4 separate regions of the Mus musculus genome follow, and all the other regions are linked to region 3. Evidence: chromatin contacts called from public promoter capture Hi-C data. All regions are on one chromosome and are shown on one strand. The core of a region is the stretch at or near the end of the contact, and the rest is flanking DNA. Distances in the headings are between cores, read along the strand shown.

Region 1 (2,845 bases), core at 92-2,591, 760 kb before region 3:
GGCTACACAGAGAAACCCTGACTCGAAAAACAAAAACAAAACAAAACAAAACAAAAAATTAAGAAAGGCAGGGGGAAAAAAAACAGGAAAGAAAGCCTGAAATAGGCTCAAACATACGAATTTTTAAATTAAGCTTGTGCAACATGGTGGTTCACACCTGTAATACCAGAACTCGAGATACTGAGGCAGGATCTTTGTGTGTATCCCTGGCTGACCTAAAATGTAGACTAGGCTGGCCTTGACCCTGTTTCAAAAATCGCTCCCAATAAATAACAGATAAATCGACCTCACTTTGTGAATTAATGAGTGTAAACGTGCTAATGTTTTCCAAATAGAGCATAGTTAATGGGGAGGGTGAGTTTAAGGGTTCTTAATTGGCAAGGCCTCTTTCTGAAAAACAAAAACAAAAAAGTAAACTAATATAACTTAGGGAGGTTCATTTCCAGCTTAGACCGATGTAATCACTCTAAATTCCATACGCGATGCCAAGAGCTTTTCTCAAAATCCTAAAAATTAATTCTCATCTACACACCCTGTCTTCGGAGCTGCACTCCCTTCGCGGCCGCACGCGGCGCCCGCAGCAGCTGACTCCTCCCCGTTCATGGGGAAAACCCTGCCTAATATTTATAACGCTATGACATACTGTAATACTCACAAGGTGGTTGTAGAAGTATAAACACGACTGGAGATATCTGATTGGCTGCTGGTGATGTAACACCCATGTCAATACTTCCCACTGAACGCACGTGTTCGACCTTTTATTTAAATTTCCATTTCATCACAGCAATAAGACACTCGGGGCGGTGCATTTTCTGCGAAACGATCGTCGCCCGGGGCCAGAGGTGCTGCCCGGCGTACACAAGGAGCCCAAGGAGGTGTCCTCGCGAGGGAGGCACCGCCTGGTCCAGTCTTTTGTGCAGGAACAAAATAAGTTCACTTCCTCGGGCACGGCCACCCACCCCTCCCCCGGCAGATGACAGGGCCGGGCGCGCTCCCACCGCACTTACTCCTGGAGTCCCAGGTGAAGTCGTGGCGAGAGCCGGGGACCGTGCGCACGGGCGCGCCGCGGCGAGCCGGCCCCTGACACCCGCCAGCTGTTTGTCCTGGCCGAGCCGGCCCCGCCCCGAGACCCCAGCCCGTGCCCCGCCCGCTTCCTTCCCGTGGCCGCACCCCCGCCCGCGGGCCCGAGCGGCCGGCCCCTTTCCCGGTCCCCGGGCGCCCCCGGCCCAGCCCAGCCCGGCCCAGCCCGCCCCCTCCCCCGGCCGGCCCCCACCCTCTCCCCCTCCAGCGGTTACTGCTACCCCGGTGCATTGTGGGCGCACGGTCCGTTGTTCATTTGCCATTCGACCTCCGCCAGGGCCTGGTCGGACGGAAACGCTCCGCCGGCTTTATTGTCGGCTCGCTATGTGGCGGAGCCTGGCGGCTTAGCGCGCCTCTCGCGTCCGCGCCTCGGCAGCCGGCGGCGGCGACACGACTCCCCCCGAGGACGGAGATCTGTTGGCGGGCCGGTGTGTGCGCGCAGCGCTGAAGCGGGGCAGCGGAGGGGCAACCGCACTCCTCCTCAACTTCGAAGGCCGCACGCGCCCGGCTCGCCGCTCCGCTGCCCGCCCACCGCTCCGCGCGGGACGCTGCCCGGAGCGCGGCGGGGCGCGGGTGGAGAGGACGCGGCTGGGACGGCGGCGGCAGTAGACGCGTGCGGCGGCCCGGGAGCGAGCGCGAGCCGGCGGGAGGGTGAGGCCGGGCCGGCGGGAGCGCAGCGCAGAGCGGCGCAGCGCAGCGCCGGGGGCGGGGGCGGGGGCGAAGCGTTGGGGGAGCCGCGGCGAGCGCGCGGGACGCGGCCGGAGCCCGGGCGCGAGCCGAGGCACCGGGCGGCGGCGGCGGCGGCGGTGACCGCGGCGCGCGCCATGTCGTTCAGTGAGATGAACCGCAGGACGCTGGCGTTCCGAGGAGGCGGGTTGGTCACCGGCGGCGGCGGCCCCACGAACAATAACGCTGGCGGGGAGGCCTCTTCTTGGCCTCCGCAGCCGCAACCGCGACTGCCCGCGCCGCCCGCGCCGCAGCAGCCGAATGGGCGCGGGGCCGACGAGGAAATGGAATTGGAGGGCCTGGAGCCCCAGGACTCGGAGGCCGCCGCCGGCGCGGCCGCCGCCGAGGACGTCAAGGAGTTGCTGCTGCTCCCTCAGGACACGGGCGGCCCCTCCTTGCTGGGCGGCGGCGCGGGGGGCCCCCTGCTAGCGGAAAGGAACCGTCGGACTCTGGCCTTCCGCGGGGGAGGCGGCGGGGGTCTCGGCAACAATGGCAGCAGCCGCGGCCGCCCGGAGACCTCGGCGTGGCCCCTCAGGCATTTCAATGGGCGAGGGCCGGCGGCCGTGGATCCGGAGCTGGACGCGCTGGAGGGGAAGGAGTGGATGCAGGACGGGGCGTCCCTGAGCTACAGCACCGAGGAGGAGGGGGCGAGCCCGGGCGATGGCAGTGGGGCGGAAGGCGGCAGCTGCAGCAGCAGCAGGCGGTCGGGCGGCGATGGTGGGGACGAAGCGGAGGGCAGCGGTGTGGGAGCTGGCGAAGGAGAGACTGTCCAGCACTTCCCGCTCGCGAGGCCCAAGTCCCTCTTGCAGAAGCTCCAGTGCTCCTTCCAGACCTCTTGGCTCAAGGACTTCCCTTGGCTGCGGTACTCCAAGGATACCGGCCTTATGTTCTGCGGATGGTGCCAAAAGATCCCCGAGGATGGGGGCGGCGTGGACCTTACCCAGGTGGGGCATGATGAGCTTTCGCGAGGGACCCGCAACTACAAGAAAACCCTGCTCCTAAGGCACCACGTCTCCACCGAACACAAACTCCACGAAGC
Region 2 (3,153 bases), core at 402-2,901, 810 kb before region 3:
GGAGAAAATGTCCTTGCATAGGACCTGAGTTCAATTCCTGTCACCCGCATGGGCAGCATACAATCTATAACTCCAGCTCCAGGGGATCTGATGCCTGTAGTCTTCAAGGAGAACCACAATTGTATGCATATACCCAACGAAACACACACACACACACATACACACACACACACACACACACACACACACACAAATAAGTAAATACATCATAAAATCTTTCTTTAAAAGCACACCTATAGGGTTGGAGAGATGTCTCCACGGTTAAGAGCACTGACTGCTCTTTCAGAGGTCCTGAGTTCAAGTCCCAGCAACCACATGGTGGCTCATAACCATCTGTAATGGGATCCATATGCCCACTTCTGGTGTATCTGAAGAGAGTAACAGTGTACTCACATACATTAAATAAATAAACAAACAAACAAATAGAAAAACCACACACATATACACACCTATAATCCCAGCCCTGAAGAGGCACAGACAGGAGGATTCCTGGGGCTCAGTGTCAGTTAATCTAGCCAAATTGGTGAGCTTCAGGTTCAGTAAGAGAGTCTGTTTTAAAAGTAGTAGTAGTGGTAGTAGTAGTAGCAGCAGCAGCAGCAGCAGTAAACTATAACAATAATAAACAATGTGGAGAGTAAAAAAGAACCCAACATTGACCTCTGGCATATAATTGTGCACACACAAACACATAAGAGCGACCAAATGGGGACAACCCATCTTCAGGACTCCTCTCTGCAACAGGAAGCTGTTACTTTAATTCTCTATAAAATTTGCTTGCCCTTAAAAATAAGTGTAGGAATGACAGGAAAGTAGGACTTTCCTGGGGTTCCAGGTCACAAACAAAAAAACAAGCACTCCTCTCAATGGCCCCTTATACAGTGTAGGCACTGATAACAAACAGTGGGCAGGAGCCTAACCATGGTGTGAGAAGGAAGGGCTGGCCATAGAAACATGGTCACATCAGGCTCGGCTGTGACTCTGAGGAGACGATGGGAGGAAATGGGAGGAAATGGAAGGCGCATCACGTATAACTCCGTGATCAGGCAATGACTGAACAAAAGCAATAGGTATGAGCGAGGGCTCAAGAAGATACATTTAGGGTTGGCTTCATTGACTGGGAGATGCTAATAGCTCATAAAAGTGTTTAGTTTCAAAACCACTCAGTGTTATATCTTTGAGGTAGAGTGCTGTATTCAAGGCCCTGGCAACCAGCCTGGGTATTCTAGGAGTATCTTAAAAATCAAACGTCTGGGCCAGGTGCTATGGACATACGCCTGGAATCCCAGCACTTTGGAAGTGGAGAAAGGTGGATTAGGAGTCCAAGGTCCTCCAGGACTGTGTAGCAAGTTCAAGCCTGCCTGGGCTACACAAGACCTTGTCTCAAAAACCCAACATACAAAAATCAATTCCTTAATCAAGTGCTTGATTCACATATCACAGCAGGTGCCTGGCTACGGAGCTATGGAATCAATTCCACATCACAAGACTGCACACAGGTGTGATGCACTTATGAACCGCAGAGGAAATCACAGAACTTCCTGAGCTCTGAGGACAAAACTCCTAGGTTTTAGGGTGTGTTCTGGAGATGTGGTTATTGCAAAGGAGCTCTAAAAAAGATAGAATTCTGTGTAGAAAGCCTACTGACGCCAGGGGCCACCTGCGGCCCAAGTGCAGCTGTGTCATGGCAGATCTGCTCTCATCTGCCCACCACCAGCTGCACTGTGCTCTGTGTTTAAGAGCAGAGACTGTGGTTTCAAAGAGAAAGTGACTTGCAGGACGTGTAGGCTTGTAAGAGTCCGACTAGAGCTAATAAGTGAGACGTTCAGTGTAACACGTAAGTATAAAATGAGTGTGGCACTTCAGAACTCTCCTTGTTTATAAATACCCATGTTTCCTTCTAATTGCACATCAGTTCCTCATACTCACCACAAGACAGATGCCTGTGTGTAAGAAATCACTTCCCAATCTTGCTCTCAAAAGAGCCATCACCTGACATTTGTAATGTGCAGTTTACATACATGCGCAGAAGGGCACTTCCTCCTCTGAACGTCAGCTTCTCTGCTAACTGTATAGAAACAGTTTGTATAATTATTTGGGGGAGGGGGGCAAGATCTCATTATGTAGCCCTGGCTGGCCTGGAACTTGTGTATACCAGGCCAGACTGTGTAGACAGCCTAACTTTGAACTTTGCCTTTGAGATTCTCCTGCTTCTGTAGACATGCACCTTCATATCCATTCCTCTTATTTGATCTCACCTGTCATTGCAGCAGGCATGTGGTACTCCAGGCTAGCTGGCCCAAGAGCTTCTGACAGTCTGTCTTCATCTGCCTCCCTGTAGGTGTGCTGGTCTGTTCACATGGGATTCAGGGATCCAACTCAGGCTGTCAGGATGGCGTATCAGGCACTCTTCCCACTGAGCCATTTGGCCTGCCTGCAGGCCATCTTTTAAATACTTGCGATATGATTTTATACATTAGCCACTAGCACTGGGACTGCTTTTAGGAAAGGTGCCTGTCAGTGAGATGATAGTGCAGGTAGGAGAATGTGTAACCGAAAGTGTCACGGTTTGACACTGACATGAAGATGACACTCATCACCACTGTGGATGCTTTATTGCTCAGTTCTGAACTCCACCTGTGTGCTAGGCACTTGTGACATGGTACTTTACACAAATGAACTTTGTCTGTAGCTCTGGGCATCAAAAGTCTCAAGCATTCTAGGCAAGTGTTCTACCCCAACCTCACATGTGAATTCCTACTAGCCACCTTAAGAATCTCAATGCCACTAGCTTCAGGGATGTTCCAGTTTACCCAAAGTCCTCAAACAAGAGAGAAAACACCAGAAGTGATGGTCATGTGCAGAAGGGACAGATACAATACAGTTACCAATGGAATGGGCCTTGAAAGAGCCTACAAATGAAATAAGGCTTCTGGGTATTGAGCTAGAATCAGAATTATTAGGACAAACTGCATGGAGCTGCCATTTTTATTCATCAATAATGGCAACTTCATATGGCTCAGCCTTTATTGTAATGAAGCAATATTTATGAGCTGACCTACGCTTTCTACACGTTGTCTAATTACAAAGAGTGTCCGTGAGAGAACTTCCATCCCATATGGTTAGTTTGCAATGTAGAACCATTTCTCTCGGGGT
Region 3 (2,961 bases), core at 79-2,578:
GGAGTCTTCCATCCTGGGTTCACTTCCTCAGCTGCAGGGCAGCGTGACTGCAGTAAATTCACTTAGAGTTATTGTATATATCCAACCTAGTAAAAAATTATGGCTCAGCTGCCCTCAAACAGACTTAGGACATTTACATTGGCCTGTGGTTGGGCAAATTATCTAATACAAACCTGAATCCTAACAAAGCATGGACTATCACAGGTGGCTTACTAAAAATGACACTGAAAGTGAGGATCAGTAACTGTGTAATGACAACTTCCGCAAGGGTGTTGGCCACACCTGTAATGTCAGCATGTGGTAGCTGGAGAGTGATGGTCAGGAGCTACTAGCTGCATATGGAGTTAGAGGCTAGCCTGGGCTACATGACCGCTCCATAACCTTTACTCAATTCCTCTTCTCACTGTCTCATAAAATGTGCTCCCTTTGTCTCCCTGTATCTCTCCCTGCCTCCCCTCCCCACACACTCAGATTCTGTGACTGGCGATGGCATCTAACTGTCAGCGGATTGTCCTTGGAGCCTTATGTTTTGTGGGACTTCAGTGCATATCAAAGTGATAATTTTTTTTTTATAGTCAGTATATTCTAGGCAATTTACTAATTCATAGCTGGGCCAGCCACCCTCAAAGGATGGAGGGAAGTAAAAGTTTTGATCCCTGATCGGGGAATAGAAGCTAGTAAGATTTTTCAGGAAGTGACAGTTACCTAAGCTGAAACTTGCTAGTGTAGTGGAGAAAACAAACTTGTAGAGCATTGTAATCTCCCTTAGAGACTGCTGCCAGGATTGTCTAGCATGCACAGACAGACAACCAAGAGGCCCCAGTGAGGCCCCAGGAGGCGGGAGGGTGGGGTCAGAAGGTTCTTTCATGAGGGAGTAGGATGTAGGGCTAAGGAGATTGCAGTTTATTAATTCAGTAATCAGCCATTCAATTCCTATAGCGCCAAGCGATGGCTAATTTGTTCCTCCCAGGTACTTATCAAAAGCAAATGGAGGCGGCAGGACAGTGGGACCACGGCGCGCAGGCTGTCCTCAGATGGCGCGGGTGGGGGTGGGGGTGATCCCTGGGCCCACGGGACTGTGCCGCAGCTGTCACTAAGGGAGGCACAGGGCGCGCCAGACGAGTCGCAGCTTGCAGGAGCTGCGGGAAACGTGACGTCCCAGTCCGGCGCAGCCAGGCCAGGGTGGCACCTTCAGACCCCCCAGCACAGCCCAAGGCGCACAAGTCCGGGCGTGGCGAGGGGCGGTACCAGGCTGAGGCGCGCCTCCTATTGGCTGCCCGACACCACCCCCACACCAAGGACGATATAAGCGCAGATGGCGCCAGGAGCGGAACAGCGCCCTCGCCACCGCGTCTCTGCTGCTTTTGTGCTCTCCCTCCCACCATGGCCAGTCTTAAGGATCTCGAAGGGAAGTGGCGCCTGATGGAAAGCCACGGCTTTGAGGAGTACATGAAAGAGCTAGGTGAGATTTTATCGCCGAACCCCTCCCTGGCTCCTCATCCTTGTGGGGATGTGTTGGTTCCCTTCCACCATGCGATCGGGGGAGCTGCAGGGAGCACCTTGCGGCAGTTAGGATGGAGTGCCCGCCTTTGTCGCCGGCTCCGCACGTGGTGGGTCACCCCGCTTCTCCCCTTTTCTGCTTCTTGCCCCCGAAGCAGCCCCTCATTGCTTCCGGCCCTTCACAGGTGCGTGCCAGCGGTACTGCTGTGAGCCCCCTACAAACAGCCCCTCAGTTGCCTCTTAATGTTATCCCCACTTCTCTTCCTATCCTCACCTGTGCCACCGTCCTGCCCCATCATCCTCCCCTGGCGTGGCAGCACTCACTCTCCTTTTCCCTTTGCCCCATCTTTTGTTCCTCGATGGCGCCAGTCCCCTCCACCCCATCTCCGCCTCAGAGAGGACACCGCGTGGTAGGGCGTGGTTTCTGCAGAAGCTCTTTAGAGGCTATGAATGATGCTGCTTATATCCCTTTCTCTGCAGCACGTCTCAGGTCCTCTCCTCGCCGCACTGGCTAGGCGTGGCGCCCGCGGCGCTGCACGGTCGACAGCTGGTGGCATGTGGGCGAAGTGCGGAGACATCCATTGTGCATGGTTGTTGTCTTGCGACCGTTCTGTTCTACTTCTTTCTCTTGATTCTGGAGGGTGAGGAGCAAGGAGACTTGGGCCTGGCTGGAAAACTATAATCAGAAACTGCTGTTGCTGGGCCGTGGCTGCCAACTGCTACAAGATGGGTGTGGCTTTGCAGCAAGCACTTGCTCCTTAAAGCCTAACCAGAGAGTGGGCAAGGTTCAAATTCACCCTCACTGGAAATAGTGCCTCGTTGTCTGTTGCCAGTTTTGCCTACTCTTAAGATAGGGATGCATTGGTAAACACAGAACAGACAACGAAATCGACACTTGTCACAGATGCTAGGAAGTGGGATGGGGTTAACGGAAAGGTACTCTCTCGGAAGAGGTACTGCTGGTAGGAGGAGGCAGCTTCAGGCGCTGCTGTTCACAGTATTCCTCCCTGGTTAAGAACCAGCCTTAATTCTTTTAAACATTCAGCACACTATGGGGCTAAGTCTGGCTCCTGATGAATCCTGTTTGTGCTAACGCTATTGTCAGAATGTGGATGCATTAGGGGTTTGTGTCTTTCCTTGTCCACAGTGGAAAGCCGCACAGGTGTGAGTGAGAGCCAGTAGAGAGCACTGTTTGAAAGCAGCTGGTGTTTATGCTGTGAGTGGCTAGTTCTCCAGATTGTGGCCTTAGGAAGGTTATAGGCCTTACCCATAGGTTCTGGGCAATGTAGAGGGGAGCACAGCAGAAGACTCACAGGGACACGGGAGCCTGGCTGAGCATCCTGCTTGGACGAGTGTCTCCTTTCTTGTGAAAGTATCCCAGGTTCCTTATGAGTGTTACCATCAAGGACACGGACATAAACCACTGCATAACCCAGAAATGTGGAACTCCATACTGTGAAT
Region 4 (2,967 bases), core at 298-2,797, 560 kb before region 3:
AGAACGGTGACTGAGACAGAGGTAGTACCTATGCCATGGTTTGCTTGCATGTGGAAGGCAGGAGTCTTGTTTTACCATGTGGGTCCTGGGAATCAAACGCTTGTCTTCAGGCCCAGGTGGGCAAGTTACCTTACCTGCTGAGCTGTGTCTACTGCCTGTAGACTAAAGTATCATAACATTAAAACACTTGATTAATTTATAGCCTTTGCTGCAGTCATGCAACACGCAAGATAACTCAATCTGGAATAACTCAGCAATAGTTTTCCTTTTTGTGGCTGTATTACTGTGTGAGGGGACATGGGTATGTGCACAGGAAGACATGCGAGCAGAGGACAGAGCACAGCCTTGGGGGCTGCTTCTCAGGCATCACCCACCTGATTGTTTGATGCAAGGTCTTTCAGTACTTAGAACTTTCCATGAATACTAGGCTGGTCGGCCAGCAAGCCCCCCAGGAGCTGCTGGTACCCACCTCAGCACTGGGGTTACAAGTGTATGCAGTTGAGCCTAGCTTTTATACACTGTTTACACATGGGGACTAAGCTAAAGTCCTCCTAAGCACATCACCAGCTGAGCTACCTTCTCTGCCCAGCAAACAGTTTCCAAACAACAATGATCACAATTAATTCAATACTAAAAGCAGAGTAATTCTGAAGTGTCTCTGGGAACCCTTACCCATGGGGTATTGCCTAACTTCACTGTAGGCTTTGTTCTCAACATACACATAAACACCCCACATATACACTACACACACACACACACACACACACACACACATACACCACACACACATACACACCATACACACCATACACACATACCACACATACACACACACACCACATACATACACACCAGACACACATACCATACATACACACCACACACACACATACACAACATATACATCACACACAGATATACACCATACACACACACACACACACACACACACACCACACATACATACATACATCTCTCTCTCACTCTCACACACACACACCAGACACATACACACTCTGTATAGCACATGTTGTTACGCCACCCAATGCCTATACCCCTGAACATCTGGATTCAGCTTTGAAGCCTACTATATGTTATAATTGCAGTGTTTTACAGTACATAGAAAGTTTTCTGCTCTTATAGAAACATACATGGCTTAATTATATAAAACAAAATTTTCTTATTCTCATTCCTCAGCATGTAAGTATCAAATCCTGTGTCTTTTGATTATACTATGCCAAAGCATTTGACGACTGCGGCTCTCAGGTCTTATCAGCTGATGGCAGTTAATACAGGCACTGATAATGGGCCAAAGTGTCTGTGCTTTGCTCAGCCAAAAGTCAGGCATCGATTTTACACCCCTCCTCCATGACGCTCAGGGACCATCTCTGAGGTGGGAGGGGGAAAGGCTGTACAGCCAGAGGCTGGGGAGGACCACAGCTAAACAGTGTCTTCTGATCGTGACAACACTGTGCGCTCACCAAGTTAGAGCTGTGAGGCTGCTGTAGAGGATGTGCCCAAGCTCAAGCCAGTCAGCACTGCCAAGTGAGTGGGATCCTGTCTCTAGCAGAGAAGCTACTGAGAGTGGCAGGCTGCTGGACGAGGGGGAGTCTGTGGCTGCTGGCTGGTGCAACCACACAAGAGTAGATGGCCCCACACCCATGCAAATTTGGGCAAAGCTAATTAGACTCAATGGGTTAAAAAAAATTCTGAATGACTACAAGCCGCAGACCAAGTCTTCACACATAAGCTTCTTGGAAAAGGGTGTGTGTAGACAGGGTGAGAACATCACACTCAAGCTGTAGCATACATGCAAAAAGATAGTCATCATACCAATCTTTAGGTTGGTAATGGGGCTTAGCTAAGTTAATCCCTGTGGCTGTTTAAGAGTGAAAATGGCCCCCATTGGGTCAGGTGTTTGAATACTTGGTTTCTCAGTTGATTGAGCTGTTAGGATAGGCTGAGGAGGTGTGGTGGTTTAAATCCGTTGGCTCATGGGAAGTGGCATTATTAGGAGGGGTGGCCTTGCTGGAGGAAGTGCATCACTGTGGGGGTGGGCTCTGAAGCTCTGCCCAGTGCAGAAGACTCAGTCTCCCAACTGCTTTCCGATCAAGATGTAGAACTGTTGGCTCCTCCTGCACCGTGCCTGCCTGGATGTTACCACGCTCCTGCCTTGATGATAATGGACTGAGCCTCTGAACCCGTAAGCAGGCCCAATTAAATGCTGTTCTTGGAAGAGTTGCCTTGTCAGTAGAAGAGATGTGCTTAATCCTGTAGAGACCTGATGACCCAGGGAGGAGGGACACTGGAGGGGGGCATCCTCTCATAGGCGAAGAGGAGGGGTTGGGGGGAAGAACTCTGGGAGGGGGCAACATTTGGGATGTAAATAAAATAATTAATAAATAATAATATAATTATTAATAATGAACAAACAAACAAAGAAGAGTTGCCTTGGTCATAGTGTCTGTTGACAGCAGTAAACCCTAAGATAGGAGGTATAGTCCCAGTGGAGGAAGTATGCCAGTGGGAGGGGGGGGGTTGAGTCTTCAAAGCCTGGTGCTCTCTCTCTCTCTGTTTTGTGCTGTGATTGAAAATGTGAGCTCGCAGTTTCTTGCCCCTCCCTTTATATTCACTATCATGGACCCAACTCTGCAGTAAGCTGCCTTAGTCATGGTGTTTCATCACAGCAAGAGAAAAGCAGCTGACACCATCCCATATACACTGAGTATGCTAAAAAGCAGCTGATACCATTCCTATACACTGAGCATGCTAAAAATGAAGCTACAATATATTTTTCATTCTTTAATTTCTTTTTGAAAATAATCTATTCTTCTTTATCCACGTGGACTTGTCTGTGTGTGCTATGGCTGTGCAGGGCCCGATGAAGCCAGAATGCACTGATCTCCTGCAGCCGCAGCAGCTGCAGCTGTGCGCTCTGATTCTGGTGCTTAGAACAGAACCCAGCAC

What was found. Promoter capture Hi-C pulls out the DNA fragments that hold promoters and counts their contacts. Capture Hi-C pulls out chosen DNA fragments and counts their contacts.
Region 1: a promoter capture Hi-C map of adipose tissue shows a contact between it and region 3, with 4 times the contacts expected there. The contact joins the promoter of Zbtb10 here to the promoter of Fabp5 in region 3. A contact is called at or near these places in 12 of 39 promoter capture datasets (the 3T3-L1 cell line, the C10 cell line, the HPC-7 cell line and 6 more), 1 of 484 Hi-C or Micro-C datasets (pre-B cells), 1 of 115 datasets of contacts at active chromatin or transcription factors (microglia) and 2 of 9 other capture datasets (adipose tissue and liver).
Region 2: a promoter capture Hi-C map of pre-B cells shows a contact between it and region 3, with 2.8 times the contacts expected there. The contact joins the enhancer-like site here to the promoter of Fabp5 in region 3. A contact is called at or near these places in 3 of 39 promoter capture datasets (cranial neural crest, embryonic stem cells and pre-B cells) and 1 of 115 datasets of contacts at active chromatin or transcription factors (astrocytes).
Region 4: a promoter capture Hi-C map of hippocampal neurons shows a contact between it and region 3, with 2.0 times the contacts expected there. The contact joins the enhancer-like site here to the promoter of Fabp5 in region 3. A contact is called at or near these places in 3 of 39 promoter capture datasets (hippocampal neurons, liver and pre-B cells) and 1 of 115 datasets of contacts at active chromatin or transcription factors (astrocytes).

The regions. Positions count from the first base shown.
Region 1 is chr3:9,249,226-9,252,070 of GRCm38.p6, forward strand. Zbtb10 (zinc finger and BTB domain containing 10) reads left to right here and starts at 1,342. Exons shown (of 6, transcript NM_177660.3): 1 at 1,342-2,845. The coding sequence starts at 1,905.
Region 2 is chr3:9,197,155-9,200,307 of GRCm38.p6, forward strand. No RefSeq gene overlaps it. Among named protein-coding and RNA genes, the nearest start is that of Gm52635, 13 kb to the right of the region's middle. Within about 2 kb of position 1,652, at least 44 of the 459 cell types and tissues checked have an H3K27ac peak or open chromatin away from gene starts, as enhancers often do. A contact at or near this core is called in pre-B cells, where this site is marked.
Region 3 is chr3:10,011,257-10,014,217 of GRCm38.p6, forward strand. Fabp5 (fatty acid binding protein 5, epidermal) reads left to right here and starts at 1,329. Exons shown (of 4, transcript NM_010634.3): 1 at 1,329-1,462. The coding sequence starts at 1,384.
Region 4 is chr3:9,453,449-9,456,415 of GRCm38.p6, forward strand. All of the region lies in intron 4 of Zfp704 (zinc finger protein 704), which reads right to left. Among named protein-coding and RNA genes, the nearest start is that of C030034L19Rik, 52 kb to the left of the region's middle. Within about 2 kb of position 1,548, at least 12 of the 459 cell types and tissues checked have an H3K27ac peak or open chromatin away from gene starts, as enhancers often do. A contact at or near this core is called in hippocampal neurons, where this site is marked.